Linked DNA regions of Mus musculus: regions 1, 2 and 3 are each linked to region 4. The links are chromatin contacts, called in public promoter capture Hi-C maps. All regions are on one chromosome and are shown on one strand. Each heading gives the region's core, a stretch centred on a gene start, on an enhancer-like site or on the middle of the called end of the contact. The rest is flanking DNA. Distances are from core to core; before and after follow the strand shown.

Evidence for each region. Promoter capture Hi-C pulls out the DNA fragments that hold promoters and counts their contacts.
Region 1: a promoter capture Hi-C map of stem cell-derived epiblast-like cells shows a contact between it and region 4, with 2.0 times the contacts expected there. The contact joins the enhancer-like site here to the promoter of Klhdc7a in region 4. A contact is called at or near these places in 5 of 39 promoter capture datasets (the 3T3-L1 cell line, cranial neural crest, hippocampal neurons and 2 more) and 1 of 115 datasets of contacts at active chromatin or transcription factors (pancreatic cancer cells).
Region 2: a promoter capture Hi-C map of stem cell-derived epiblast-like cells shows a contact between it and region 4, with 3 times the contacts expected there. The contact joins the promoter of Igsf21 here to the promoter of Klhdc7a in region 4. A contact is called at or near these places in 11 of 39 promoter capture datasets (the 3T3-L1 cell line, the HPC-7 cell line, cranial neural crest and 7 more), 3 of 484 Hi-C or Micro-C datasets (the N1E-115 cell line, astrocytes and nephron progenitors), 4 of 115 datasets of contacts at active chromatin or transcription factors (embryonic forebrain, embryonic midbrain, embryonic stem cells and 1 more) and 1 of 9 other capture datasets (pancreatic islet).
Region 3: a contact with region 4 is called in a promoter capture Hi-C map of embryonic stem cells, with 2.6 times the contacts expected there. The contact joins the enhancer-like site here to the promoter of Klhdc7a in region 4. A contact is called at or near these places in 9 of 39 promoter capture datasets (the 3T3-L1 cell line, the C10 cell line, the HPC-7 cell line and 3 more), 1 of 484 Hi-C or Micro-C datasets (liver), 4 of 115 datasets of contacts at active chromatin or transcription factors (differentiating embryonic stem cells and embryonic stem cells) and 1 of 9 other capture datasets (liver).

What each region holds. Positions count from the first base shown.
Region 1 is chr4:139,682,778-139,685,742 of GRCm38.p6, forward strand. No RefSeq gene overlaps it. Among named protein-coding and RNA genes, the nearest start is that of Tas1r2, 31 kb to the left of the region's middle. Within about 2 kb of position 1,329, at least 15 of the 459 cell types and tissues checked have an H3K27ac peak or open chromatin away from gene starts, as enhancers often do. A contact at or near this core is called in stem cell-derived epiblast-like cells, where this site is marked.
Region 2 is chr4:140,245,317-140,248,419 of GRCm38.p6, forward strand. Igsf21 (immunoglobulin superfamily, member 21) reads right to left here and starts at 1,495. Exons shown (of 10, transcript NM_198610.2): 1 at 986-1,495. The coding sequence starts at 1,055.
Region 3 is chr4:140,405,010-140,408,039 of GRCm38.p6, forward strand. No RefSeq gene overlaps it. Among named protein-coding and RNA genes, the nearest start is that of Gm13021, 16 kb to the right of the region's middle. Within about 2 kb of position 1,447, at least 54 of the 459 cell types and tissues checked have an H3K27ac peak or open chromatin away from gene starts, as enhancers often do. A contact at or near this core is called in the HPC-7 cell line, embryonic stem cells and stem cell-derived epiblast-like cells, where this site is marked.
Region 4 is chr4:139,966,568-139,969,397 of GRCm38.p6, forward strand. Klhdc7a (kelch domain containing 7A) reads right to left here and starts at 1,459. Exons shown (of 1, transcript NM_173427.2): 1 at 1-1,459. The coding sequence starts at 1,067. Mir2139 (microRNA 2139) reads right to left here and starts at 1,053; the gene lies at 959-1,053.

The DNA.
Region 1 (2,965 bases), core at 79-2,578, 280 kb before region 4:
CAATGCTTGGATCTCAAGTCTTTGCTGATCTTCACTTCCCAGAGAGAGGCACAGCCCAAAACTTTTCCTGGTGTCCCTCTTGCTGCTGACTTGTGCCAAGGCTGAGGCCTGGCTGTCTCTGCTAGGTAGTGTCACCACTGCTGATTCGTGTTTGCTATCCCGACTCTACCGAACTGGACTGTTCTGTATCCATGAAGTGTTTGCGAGTGGATCGAGCTGCTGCTGTCTGCTGATCTGAACTGCAGATCTCCAGACAGCACAGGAGGGAGTTGCTCAAAACAAAACAAAACAAAACAAAACAAAAACCACATTTCTAAACAGGTCCACTTGCCTCGCATCCTTTTTTTCCCACTACCTCTGGTGGGTGGTGGGCTACAAGGAAGGGTAAAGCATTTAAGAACCATCATTAAAAATAGGTTTGGAAAAATGAAAGTTACAGTTCACAATTTCATACATGCATACAATGTACTTTGACCCTATTCACCCCCCACTGTCATCCTATCCCTTCTCCTGATCACCCTCTTCTTCCCAGCCCGCCCCCCACTTACTCAACCAAAGGGAAGAAGGGAGCCAGGTTTGGGGGAAGGGAGAGCTTTGGGCTAGACAATTGGGTCCTGGGATAGGGCTCATCCCAGCTCCTCTCCAGACTCAGTGACCTGTCTGTCACAGGGGTGGTGTATTTGGTCACCTTCCTTGTTACTAGGGCATAATACCTGGTAAGACATGACTTAAATGGGAGAAGGCCTTATTTGGTTCATGGTTTAGTTCATGAGGTGCAGTCTATCATGGTGGGGAAGGCATGTGGGCAGAGTGAGTTGGCCGGTTGTCGGCTCTTTGCCAGCAGGTCCAGGAGAGAGGAGAGAACCCGGTCCAGCCTGGTCTGTCTGGGGCTGAGTGGGATGGCCCAGGCAGGGAGTCTTGTCAAAGAAGGACCTCACTTTACTAAACTGGGCACTTACTTATATAGAGAAGTCAATAAGGTAGGGATAGGGGTATGGGGTGAGATGACCTATGGGGTGGAGTGAGGTGATGAGGGGGTGCGAGGTGATCTCACGGGGCCTATAAGAAATTGACACATCAGTGGTAGCTAGGCAGAGGCAGTCTCATTCCGGCCGGTAGGTCATGCTGAGTCATTCTCAAAGAGGAGGAGAATGACAGGTCTCAAAAATTGAGCCAGGCTTTGGTTTGTCCTCAAGGCCCAAACCAAGGCCAAATAGGGCCCAACATGGGTCACGTGGCATCTGTAGTCAGAACCCAGTGAGAGACGGGTCCAAGGTCCCAGGCCACAGGATAATGCGGTCCACAGGATGGCGCCACCCACAGGGTAGTACCGCCCACAGGATGGCTCCGCCTACAGGGTAATACCACCCACAGGATGGCTCCGCCCATAGGGTAGTACCACCCACAGGATGGCTCCGCCCACAGGGTACTGCCACCCACAGGATGGTGCCGCCCACAGGGTGAGTCTTCCCAGGTCACTTAAATGTCTCTAGAGACCTGTCCAAAAGGATGTTTTCATTATTTCCAAACCGGTCGCGTTGATAACGAGGACAAACCATTCCAGGCTTGCTGGACCAGCCTGTCTGCAGTGTTCAGTGAGAGCCCTGAATATGGGTATCTACTTCTGTGGCCTCACATGTTCTTTGCCCCGGGGCCTCCATACTTCCAAGCCACTTCACCCAACTGCCAGCCTCGTTATCTGTGCCAGCCAGTCCTCGCCCACAGGGAGGGTGGTACTCAGCCTGAGAACGTGAAGCAGAATTAGAATTTGAGGGATGTGTTTTGAGTGAAATCCCATGATCTCTTTACCTAGTCAGCGCTGGACTTGAAACCTCAGTTTCCCCAGTTATGAACCCTGAAGGGAGGAGCTCTTCCCAGGTTGCTCTAAAGACGAAACCTATTAGAGGCCACAGGGCAGGGATGTTCCTGCAACTCCCACTGGTTCTCAGGGTCATGCCTTGGCCTCTGGGGTCCTTCAGAAATGGATCCCATTGGACCCCATGTGTTCTCTGAAGGGCAGTCCCAGAAGCTGACAGCAGATGGCGATGTTGGTCTCATTCTTGGGCCTCTCAGGTTCCCTTCTCCAGGGACTGGAGAGCTGGGACAGATGGACAGGCAGACAGACACTCGATATGCACACAAAACATGGAGACACATGGAAGAGCACAAAGCTGTTTTATATTAAAGTGTCATGCAAATGTGCAGCCTAGTTAGGTTCTAGTACCTCATGTGTTTTTACATGTCATGGGTGTCATGGCCTCTGTCAAACTTGACATGTGTGTGAGACAGAAAGCAAGAGCAGAGATGAGCACAGGGCAGCTGTGTTGGTTTGGGCACATGGGTGCCTGAGTCTGTGCCTGTGTGCATAGGAGGCTGCGGGATTGTGAGGGGATGGGTGTGTAAGGACTCTTGTGCCTCAGCCGTGTGTGGAGAGATATGTGGATGGATGCCTGTGTGTGCACATGCATGCAGCTTATGTGTGTGCATATATTTATGTTTATATTTGTGTTTCCTGTGTGTTTGTGTGCATGTACACGTGTGCGTTTATCACAACCCTTTCTTAGAGAATGACGGGAATCAAGACCAAGGGACTGAATAGGAGACTCAGCTGCTCTTGCAGAGGGCTGGGTCCAATTCTAGCGTCCACAACTGTCTGCATCTCCAGTCCAGGGGATCAAGTGACCTCTCCTGGCCTCCACAGGCTCTTACATATACATACATACATACATACATACATACAAGCAAAACAATACACACATACACAGAATGAAAATAACAGGATTTTTTAAAATCCCAAGAGGTGTAAACAACAAGGTGGCTTGAAGAACAGGGCAGTGTGAAAGTCAGGTTTGAGCTGCCATTGACCTCTGTGTAAGAGAATGGCCACTTCAGGCTGACCCAGGACCTAGATACCCCATCCAGGTTGGGCACTCACTAGAGTCTTCCAAAACCAGCAGGGGGCCGC
Region 2 (3,103 bases), core at 245-2,744, 280 kb after region 4:
CTCTGTTGGCCCTGCCTCCGCCCTGCTGGGCTGGCATCTGCTCCCTGTTCCCTGCCCGGAAGGCACTGGGGCGTCAAGTTCGACTTCCATATCATTTAAGACCCACCAGAGGGCGGCGCTGGGCAGGGTGCCCCTCCTCCCAGGTAGCCCTAACCATACACTCTAGAACTGCTCCGCACTGCTGGCTCTGGGCAAGCCTTTGAGCTCCAGTTTCCTTCCATCTGGTTCAGCCTAGGCCATGACCAAGCCCATGCGGGACACACACACACACTCACACACAGATGCGAGCCATACTGTTGAAACTCCTCCAGCCCCAGATGTGCTCACAGTTCCCTGCCCAAGTTCCCTCGATCTGCACCTGCTCCCAAACCCAGAGCTTCTAGGACCTCAAGTCCTGTACTTCCACGTGTAGCTGGGTACACTCCTGTCCAGCTCTAACAGAAATACAGTCACCGGCTGTCACACAGCCCTCTAGAGACCAGGCAGCACACCGGGGATCGGCGTGAACCGCCACACCTCAAACACCCTTTCCTTAACAGGCTCCCACATGCCGCGACGCTCACACACTTACCCTCCTGAAGGAGTTCACACCCCCAAACACTCAGACTTTCTCTCTCACCTCTCCATGCAACTGATCTAGACTCTCTGTTACCTCTCTCACACACACACCATCACACAGCCACATCTAAATGTACTCCCGTGCCCTCTCCAAACATAGCTGATTCTCGGACACTCACAGACCCAACAAAGACACACACACACACACACACACACACACACACACACACACACACACACACACACACACCACTGGCACAGACCCACGAGAGCTTTCTCCAAAAGATCTATCCTCTCTTCGCTGCACGGAAGCCCTCCTGGACTGTGCCTACAGCCCGAGACTCCCAGAGCCATCCGGGCCCGCGCCCTTCTCGGTCTTTGCGCGCATCCCCCGGCCCCGGGCTTCCGCGGGCGCCCGCACACTCACCGCGTGCCAGGTCCAGAATCGCGGCGAGCAGCAGGCAGGAAGCGCGGCGGAGGCTTGGAGCAGCTTGCATGGTGTCCAGAAGCTGGCGGCGCTGGCCGAGGCGGCGGCGGCGGCAGCGATCGCAGTGGCGGCGGTGGGTCCCCTCGCCATGGGCTCAGAAGCGCTTGTGACCCGGGCCGCCGGCCGTGGCGGTGACGAGAGGCGAGGAGAGCCGAGGGGAGGTCCCCATGCTACTGTAGCCCGGCCGCCAGGCTACCCGGGGCTGCTCTGGGCTGTACCGGGATGCTCCGGGCTGCACCACCAGGCTACTCTGGGCTGTAATAGGATGCTCCGGGCTGCACCAGACGCACTGGCTGCTCCGGGCTGCACCGGACCTGGCTGGGGCGCGCAGCTGCTCCCGGCTGGTTGGCTGCGATAGGCGGCCACGGCGGCCGGAGTCGGATCCGTGGCGGCAGTGGCGGAGTTTGGAGCCGAAGCTCTGCCCGCGCCGCCGCGCTCTGCCCCGCGCTCGCTCTTCTCGCGCCCCCTCCTCTCCCTCCTTTCCTGCCGCCCCGCCCCCGCCCCCCCCCACCCCCCGCGCTGCGCTCGCTGCCGTATTCTACAGACTTTTCTTTAATCCGTTCTGGGCTGTTCGGCTCTCGTCCGCTAAGCCGATTTATTGCAGAGAGGAGAACTCGCCCCCCTCCCTCTCGGCTTCTACCCTCTGCTCCCCCCACCCCCATCTCATCACAACTGCTTGCTTGTGAGCTGCATCCTCCCATACACACACACCAAGCTTCGCTCCACCCGAATCGCCCTCCCCACCCCTCCACCTGGACGTGTCCCTGGACGCCCCTTTCCTCCGCTTGGTGGATGCAAGCACCCTTCCTCCTTCCAGGAGAGAGAGATGCTTTCCCCGGAGGGATGTAGGTCCTCAGGGCTTGCTTTGACACCTATGAACGTCGTCCTTAGGGGCTTCAGAGCTTCAGTGTTCCACAAATAAGGGCTACCCTCCAGCCCGCGCCCCGCGCAGAACAGCTGCATTGTATGTGCAGGCTGGACCGGGCAAGGGAGGCATCGACTTTTTCTTCTGAGACCAAGATGTCACCTTAAAAAAAAAATCAGGGCTGACACCCCAGCTCCTCCACCTGAGAACCGGGGTGGGGTTGAAACTTGTGTCAGATCGTCGCTTTGATCGCTCACGCACTATTGAGCCTGGGCTGTGGGGTCTCCCACGTGAGGAAGAGGCAGGTGCTCCTAGCTCTTAGGGTGGTGGTGGGGGTGGTGGAACCAGGAGTTAGATCGTCAAGTTCCAGAATGAACAGCAGAACCAGAGAGTGACTCTGAGCCCCCAAACCAGGACCCAGGTCTCCTTATGCTGCATTCTCCAGGGAAGTCCCAGCTCCCCTATCTTTACTAAGCTGCTGCATCCTTGTTGCTCAGTTTACTTAGCCGGGCAATGGGTACACTGGCAGCCCCACTGGCTGCAGGCCTTGGGAGAGGGGTGGGCAGTGAGTAATGGCCTGGCAGGTGCTACTAGGAAAGACTTGTGCCAGGATGCCCCACGGAGTGACCCACTCTCCTCCTTACCCTCTGCAGCCTTGTCAGCACATGGCCTTTCAAGGCAGCTAGCTAGCTAGCTGCAGTTCAGGGTCGCTCAGCCTCCCTGCTCCAGGGAAGGAGCGATTTGCATTTATTTAGATCTGAGCGAATACGTTCACCTGACAGGCTTTAGAAGGATCCTCTTAGTAAAATAATAATAATGATCGTAATAAACCCTTATAAATAGGTGTTTGATTACAGTTTGTCCCTCCGTGGGTATTTTTTTTTTGAATCAGACTAATTGGTTGCTAGACTGATTGGGCTGGATCTGGCTTGAACACTGGAGTCTTGGGCCTTTATCCTTTCCCTGGCTGTTCTCCACTCCCCCTTGCTACGCCTCCAAGTCTCATCTTCCCCAAGCTACTGAGGGGTGAGCTTGAGGGCATCTCCCCTCCCCTCCAAAAAAAGCTTCCCCCCCACCCACCCCCCGCTAAGCAAGCCAAGGGAAGAGCACAACCCTTGCCTGTCTGATCCTGCCAGTCTCTCCCTCCCACCTCTCTGCTTCTGGCTTAGGAAAAAGCTATCCAGGATTCTAAG
Region 3 (3,030 bases), core at 197-2,696, 440 kb after region 4:
AGAACAGGAAGGCATAGTTTATTCTGAAAACAAATTTTGAGTGACCAGGCCCTGGCAACTCAGGGTTAGGTTACCTCAAACTTTCCCTGTTCCAATGAGGTCGCAGTTTCATAAATGTTTATAGTCACAGAAGAAAGCAAGCCATAAAACAACACACTTTGCACACATTGGTTGGTACCTTAGGTAGGTGAGTTACTGAAACATTGGGAGACTCAGTTATCGACTTTAAATGCTGTCTGACATAGTCACAGTCCTCTGGTGAGAACCAGGGGTCTCTTCATACATTCCAAAGGATTTTTCCTAACAGTCATAAAAGATGTCAGGTCTTGTACACCAGAAGCCATACATGCCTATTAAGGGGCCTAAGCTATTCCAAGATAATGGCTCTTAACCTGCAACATTCCAACCTCTCCAGATTGTTCGGATTCTAGCCAGTCACTCGGCTTTTTTAGACAACAGGTTCTTGCCAGGAATTCTAGCTGTCACAGATAACTGAGCCTGGGTGCCTGCTGTGGAGACATCTGAACTGAGAAGATATAGCTGATTAATCGATGCTGTACCCTCCTCGTCCACACAGAAGACGATAATGACTCAGCTAAAAGGATGTGGCTAGGGTGAGGTATGGACTCAACTCGTGCTCTGTGGGTGGCTTTGCTGTGCACACACAAAGGCTGTGAGTGAAAGTGTGTGTTCTCCTGATGAACTAACCCGCAGCCATCTTGGTTGCTGTTGTATAAAAAAAACAGCAACTTGATGCGATTCAAACTGACCCTTCACCTCCCTGCGGCTCAGGTTCCCTTTCTTAGGGTGTTGGGGTGTGTGTGTGTTTGTATATATGCATGAGTGTATGTGTGTGTGTGTTGATACGCATCCATGTGTTGATGTGTGAGTGTGTGTGTGTGTGTGTGTGTGTGTGTGTGTGTGTGTGTGTGTGTGCTGGTGTGTATCTATGAATGTGTTAGCCAGAGGTCCAGACCAGGCTCCTTCCTCAGGAGTCTACCTCCTTTCGGGAGACTGTCTCCCTGGTACCTGACTTGCCAACTTGGGTAAGGGCTGTCCAGTGAGTCCCAGGGGTCTGCCCCTCCTCTGGTTCCTCAGCTCTGGGATATGAGCAAGTGTTCAGGTGTGCTCTGGGGATGAACTGAGGTGCTCGAGCTTGTACAATGAGCACTGTCCTGACCTCAGCCTCTCTTCTCCCCCAGCCTGTCCTGACTGGAAGACAGCTGCTCCACCAGAGATCACTGATTGACTTGCTGAGGGGAGGGGGAAGGGAGGGGAGTGAAGGGGAGGGGAGGGGGAGGGGAGGGGGAGAGAAGGGGGAAGGGGAAGGGAAGGGGAGGGGAATGGGACAGGAAGCGCTCACCAGCTGCTGGAAACTGGAGCCCAGCCCTTGTCTCCTAATGTGACAGGAAATGGGCTCAGGCAGTGTGGCCTGCCGGCTGCCTTCCCAGAGCCAGGCCTGCTTTTCTCCAACTCCCTGGCCCTCTACAGGGAGAAGACAGAGAGGGCCCAGGCTGTGTCCCCAGAACCGCTGGACCTCTAGCCCCTCCTGCCGGAAGAAGGTGGCTAAGGACATCCCTCCTTGTTGAAGCAGCCTCCTCCCAGAGGCCTAGTTTGGTAGGACGGGTCCACCAAATGGCTCAATCCCCTCTGGGTTTTTGTAACACAAACAATCTTAGACAATCTCCTTGGCAGAGGGGGTTGGGGGAAAGGGGATAATCTGTGTGGTGTGAAGAGGAGAATGCTCTGAGCAGAGCCTCACCCCATTTGCATTTCTAAGTGAGAAACTGAGCAGGGGAGGGGGGAGGGGGCCACCACTCCTCTTGTTAACTCCCTTCTGGCTCTGCAGCTGAGGGAGTCAGCCCAGAGCTCCATCCACCTAAGACCCAAGTCCAATCCCTGCATGGAGGAGTCTGGAGTGGCAACCTCTGTGGACCTCTGTCACCTGTCACCTCCACAGAACAGAGAAGTTACACTACAGGTCCACGGGGAACCTTCCAGAAGGGGCACACTGTAGTTATTAAACCTGGGGAGCCAAAAAGTTTCACTCAAAGTGTGACCTTGTTTGGACCGAGCAGCTGACCTTGAATGTGACCCTTGGCCTCCCTGTGGGGGGTTGAATGAGAAAGGCACCCATTGGCTCATAGATTTAAATGCTTGGCCACTAGGGAGTGGCACTGTTTGAAAAGATTAGAAGATTAGAAGATTAGATTAGTGGCCTTGTTGGAGGGAGTGTGTCACTTGGGGCGGGCTTCGAAGTTTCAGAAGTCCACACCAAGCCCTGTGTCTCTCTCTTCCTGTGACCTGCGGATCTTGGTGTAGAACTCTCACCTACCCTCCAGCACCATGTCTGCCTGCAAACTGCCGTACTCCCACCATGATAACCATGACCCTTAACCTCTGAAACTGTCAGCCAGCCCCAGTTAAGTACTTTCCTTTGTAAGAGTTTCCATGGTCATGGTGTCTCTTCACAGCAATAGAACAGGGACTACGAAACTCCCCATAACTGGTAGGAGGCTTTGGGAGGAACTGGCTCAGCTGCCAGCCTCTGCCTCCCCAGAGGCCTGCCCCAGCATCTCCGGAAGCTGGCCACCTAGGTTTCTGTCTGGGTATCTCTGAGAATTCGAGGTTTACTCCCCTACATTGGGACGAAGGCATCTAATTCCACAAGCTGTAAGACCTGTAGACTCAAGCTCAAATCCGTTTCCAAGGCGGAGGATGTGTCTCGGGTGGTGGAGGATCTCTGTAGCATGCAGAAAGCCCTGGTCTCCATCCCTAGCGTCTTCTGAATCCAGGCTCTAGAATTCCAGCCGTGAGGAGGTAAAGCCAATAGAGCCAGAAGTTCAAGGGTATCCTCAGCTTCACAGGGTATTTGAAGCCAACCTGGGAAACAGGAGATGCTCCCACATTGAAGCAAGTTTTGTGCAAAGAAAGTCCCCAAGGATTACCATTTGCATGCCAACCCCAGCAGTGATGGCGTCATCTCCCGGCTCTTGCTTTTCTTCTCTGTGTGGGGATGATGTCATCTAC
Region 4 (2,830 bases), core at 209-2,708:
AAGCCCGGTGCAGATGGGGATGCCACAGGCTGTGGGGATGCTGCTTCAGATGCACCACCACCGGCTGTGTTAGCGGCTTCGTCTCTGGAGGCTGCTCCAGTGACAAGGGGCTCTGGTCCAGGCCCAGGGGATGGAGCATCAGCCAGAGCTGCTGGGCAGGGGACTGGCCTGGAGTCAGCCTTCGACGTGGACTCCACGAAATAGTCATATACTCTGCCCTTCAGCCCTGGTCCCTCTGCCTTTTGTATAATATTCTCCTCCATCCGGATCCGGGCCACAGATGAGAAAGTATGGGAGGCGTTGGTGGCTCCTTCCTGCTGCTGCGTGGCCAAGCCCATGTCTGCAGCAGCCTGGAGGACCCCGGCCTCTCCCCTGCTGACCCCTGTCATGTGGGTGAAGATCCAACTCTGGTTCATGTCACCATTGACCAGTGTAAGATCAGTCCAACCGTTGGGGGCTTCCAGGTCCCCAGATCCTGTTTCCTCTGGGGGTCTGCTGTCTGGCCATGGAGAGAGCTTGTCACCCACACAGCTGCCACCCACTCCTGGGATAAGTCTGCCTGAGGAGCTCGTAGGTTCACAGCCTGAATGAGGGAGGTGGGGAGGGTTGGGCTTACCTCTAACATCTGTTCCGGCTTCCTGGCCACCACAGGGAGGAGGCACCTGCTGAGAGTCTGGACACTGCCTGCCCTGACTTTCATCAGAGCCTTTTCTTGTGGCCTCTTCAGACCTGGAAATGTCCAGGATGCAGGGGTCTTCTGGATCCACCAAGCTGTAGTCCAGTGAGGTCCCAGCCCCCTTGCTGGCCTTCCTGCGTCTTCGACCCCTTGGCAGGGTCCCCGGTGGAGCCTCCTGGAAGGCAAGTTGTCCCAAGGCCTCTGTTTCATTTTCTGCTTTGTGGTCCTTGTTGTTTCTCCCTGCCTGCCCGACTGGGGCAGGTCTGGACTTGTAGAGTTTGTAAGCCGCAGTTACCAGGAGCAGCGCAGCTGCGGACAGCACCACCTTGCTGGGCAGCTGCATGTCCAAATGCCAGTCCTGGCCCTCTGCTCCTTCTCCAGTGGGGAGCATGCTGGCCAGGGACAGAGGAATGCCAAGAATCCGATTAATGATTGCCCAATAGGGACCAGTTCCTGGATCCTGCTGTGGAGTGGGAGGGAGTCCCTAGCCGGATCTGGCCAGCGGTTGCTGGAGCAGAGGTGACTTTGAGTCCACTGAGTCGGCAATGGGGCAGGGGATGGCTAAGGTTGCAGCTGGCCTCTTTGGATCCTTGCCTGAAAGGAGGGAGGGTCCCGACTGGAGGGGCCCGAGCTTCAGATCAGTCACCTGCAGCCCCTGGTGGGAGGGAGTGTCCAACAGGGATTCAAAGAGGAAGGAATCTCTGAGCAGAACTGTCACCAGATGCCTAGAAGCCACACTGTTGGTCTGTGTGTGAGGGTGTTTATTTTCTCTTTTGCAAATCCTTAGGTTGGAAGCTTGGGGCAGCTTTTGCCTTGGTTCCCGGAGCAGGTGGAGCCACAGTTAACAGGCGTATGGGGATGGCCTTGGCCCTAACTGAGGGGTCAGCTTTTAACCAGCCAAGCAATGAAACAGTGAGGACGCTGGGCCTGGGCTGGCGGCCAAGCCACCTGACTGGGCCCTTGGCTGCCTCTGCCCTCCTCCTCTACTCAACAAGTTGAAGAGAAACTAGCTTTGCTGAAGCAGCCAGGAAATACAAGACCTTAGCACCCAGACAAAATGAGACCTTAGAGACCCTGCCTCCTCTTCATGATGAGCCAACCTCATAGGAAAAGAGGCCTGTGGAGGAGTGACTCCTCACAACCCCCAACCCACATCAGCACTGTGGACCCCAGACTCAAATCTGCCGTTCACCAGCTGTGTGACCTTGGGCAAGTAACTTTACTTCTCTGTGCCTGCCTGAAAAGTGGCGAGAGACAGAGGGTGACCGCATCATTAGCTCATCAGGTAGAGTAGTCAACATGCATGAAGCCCCATGTTGTTGCTAAAGCTCAGCAAGGCTTGGCTGTTTTTATCTCCCCCATGTGCAGGTTTTTTTACTGGTTCTCAAGGGTGGGTGCTGAGGTCACAGTTTTAAGGGAGGTAAAGTCACTGAGCAAGAGTGGGGGCCCAGGCCTGCTCTGGGTAAGCCTCCATCTGTGCCCAGGATTCAGGTCCTCAGCTGCCGAGATGCCCAACGCACACGCTCCACTTTTTAAAGGTTGTCTTCAGGTTGCAAAGTGAAAGGACGATCCAATTTGAAGGCCCAGGAACTTGGTTCTGAGGGTTCTGGCCTTGGGAAAACTCTAAACTTTTTTGTTATATTTGTGTGTGTGTGTGTGTGTGTGTGTGTGTGTGTGTGTGTGTGTGTGTGTGTGTGTGTGTGTGTGTGTGTGCAAGTGCATGTGTGGGTAATACACATAGGCACATGTGACATCAGAGGACAGCCCAAGGATTCTGTTCTCCTTCTGCCGTGCAAATCCTGAGGGTTGAACTCAGGCCACCTTGCTTGACTGGAGTGTCATCTTGCTGGCCTCCTGGGATCCCCTTAGGAGGTCCTTATGTGTGTGAGCCTCCACCCAACAGCCTCAGTTTACCCTTCTGCATGTGGCAGTCTAGTGTGCCCTACTTTGTTGACTCCTGCAGGCCAGGCCTCCTTATCTTTGCCGGTGGGGATCTTTCCAGCCGTCTAGGTCCAGTCAAACTCCAAACCTCCCTGGGCCCTGTACTGGCTAGTTTTGTGTCAACTTGACACAGGCTGGAGTTATCACAGAGAAAGGAAGGAGCTTCAGTTGAGGAAATGCCTCCATGAGATCCAGCTGTAAGGCATTTTCTCA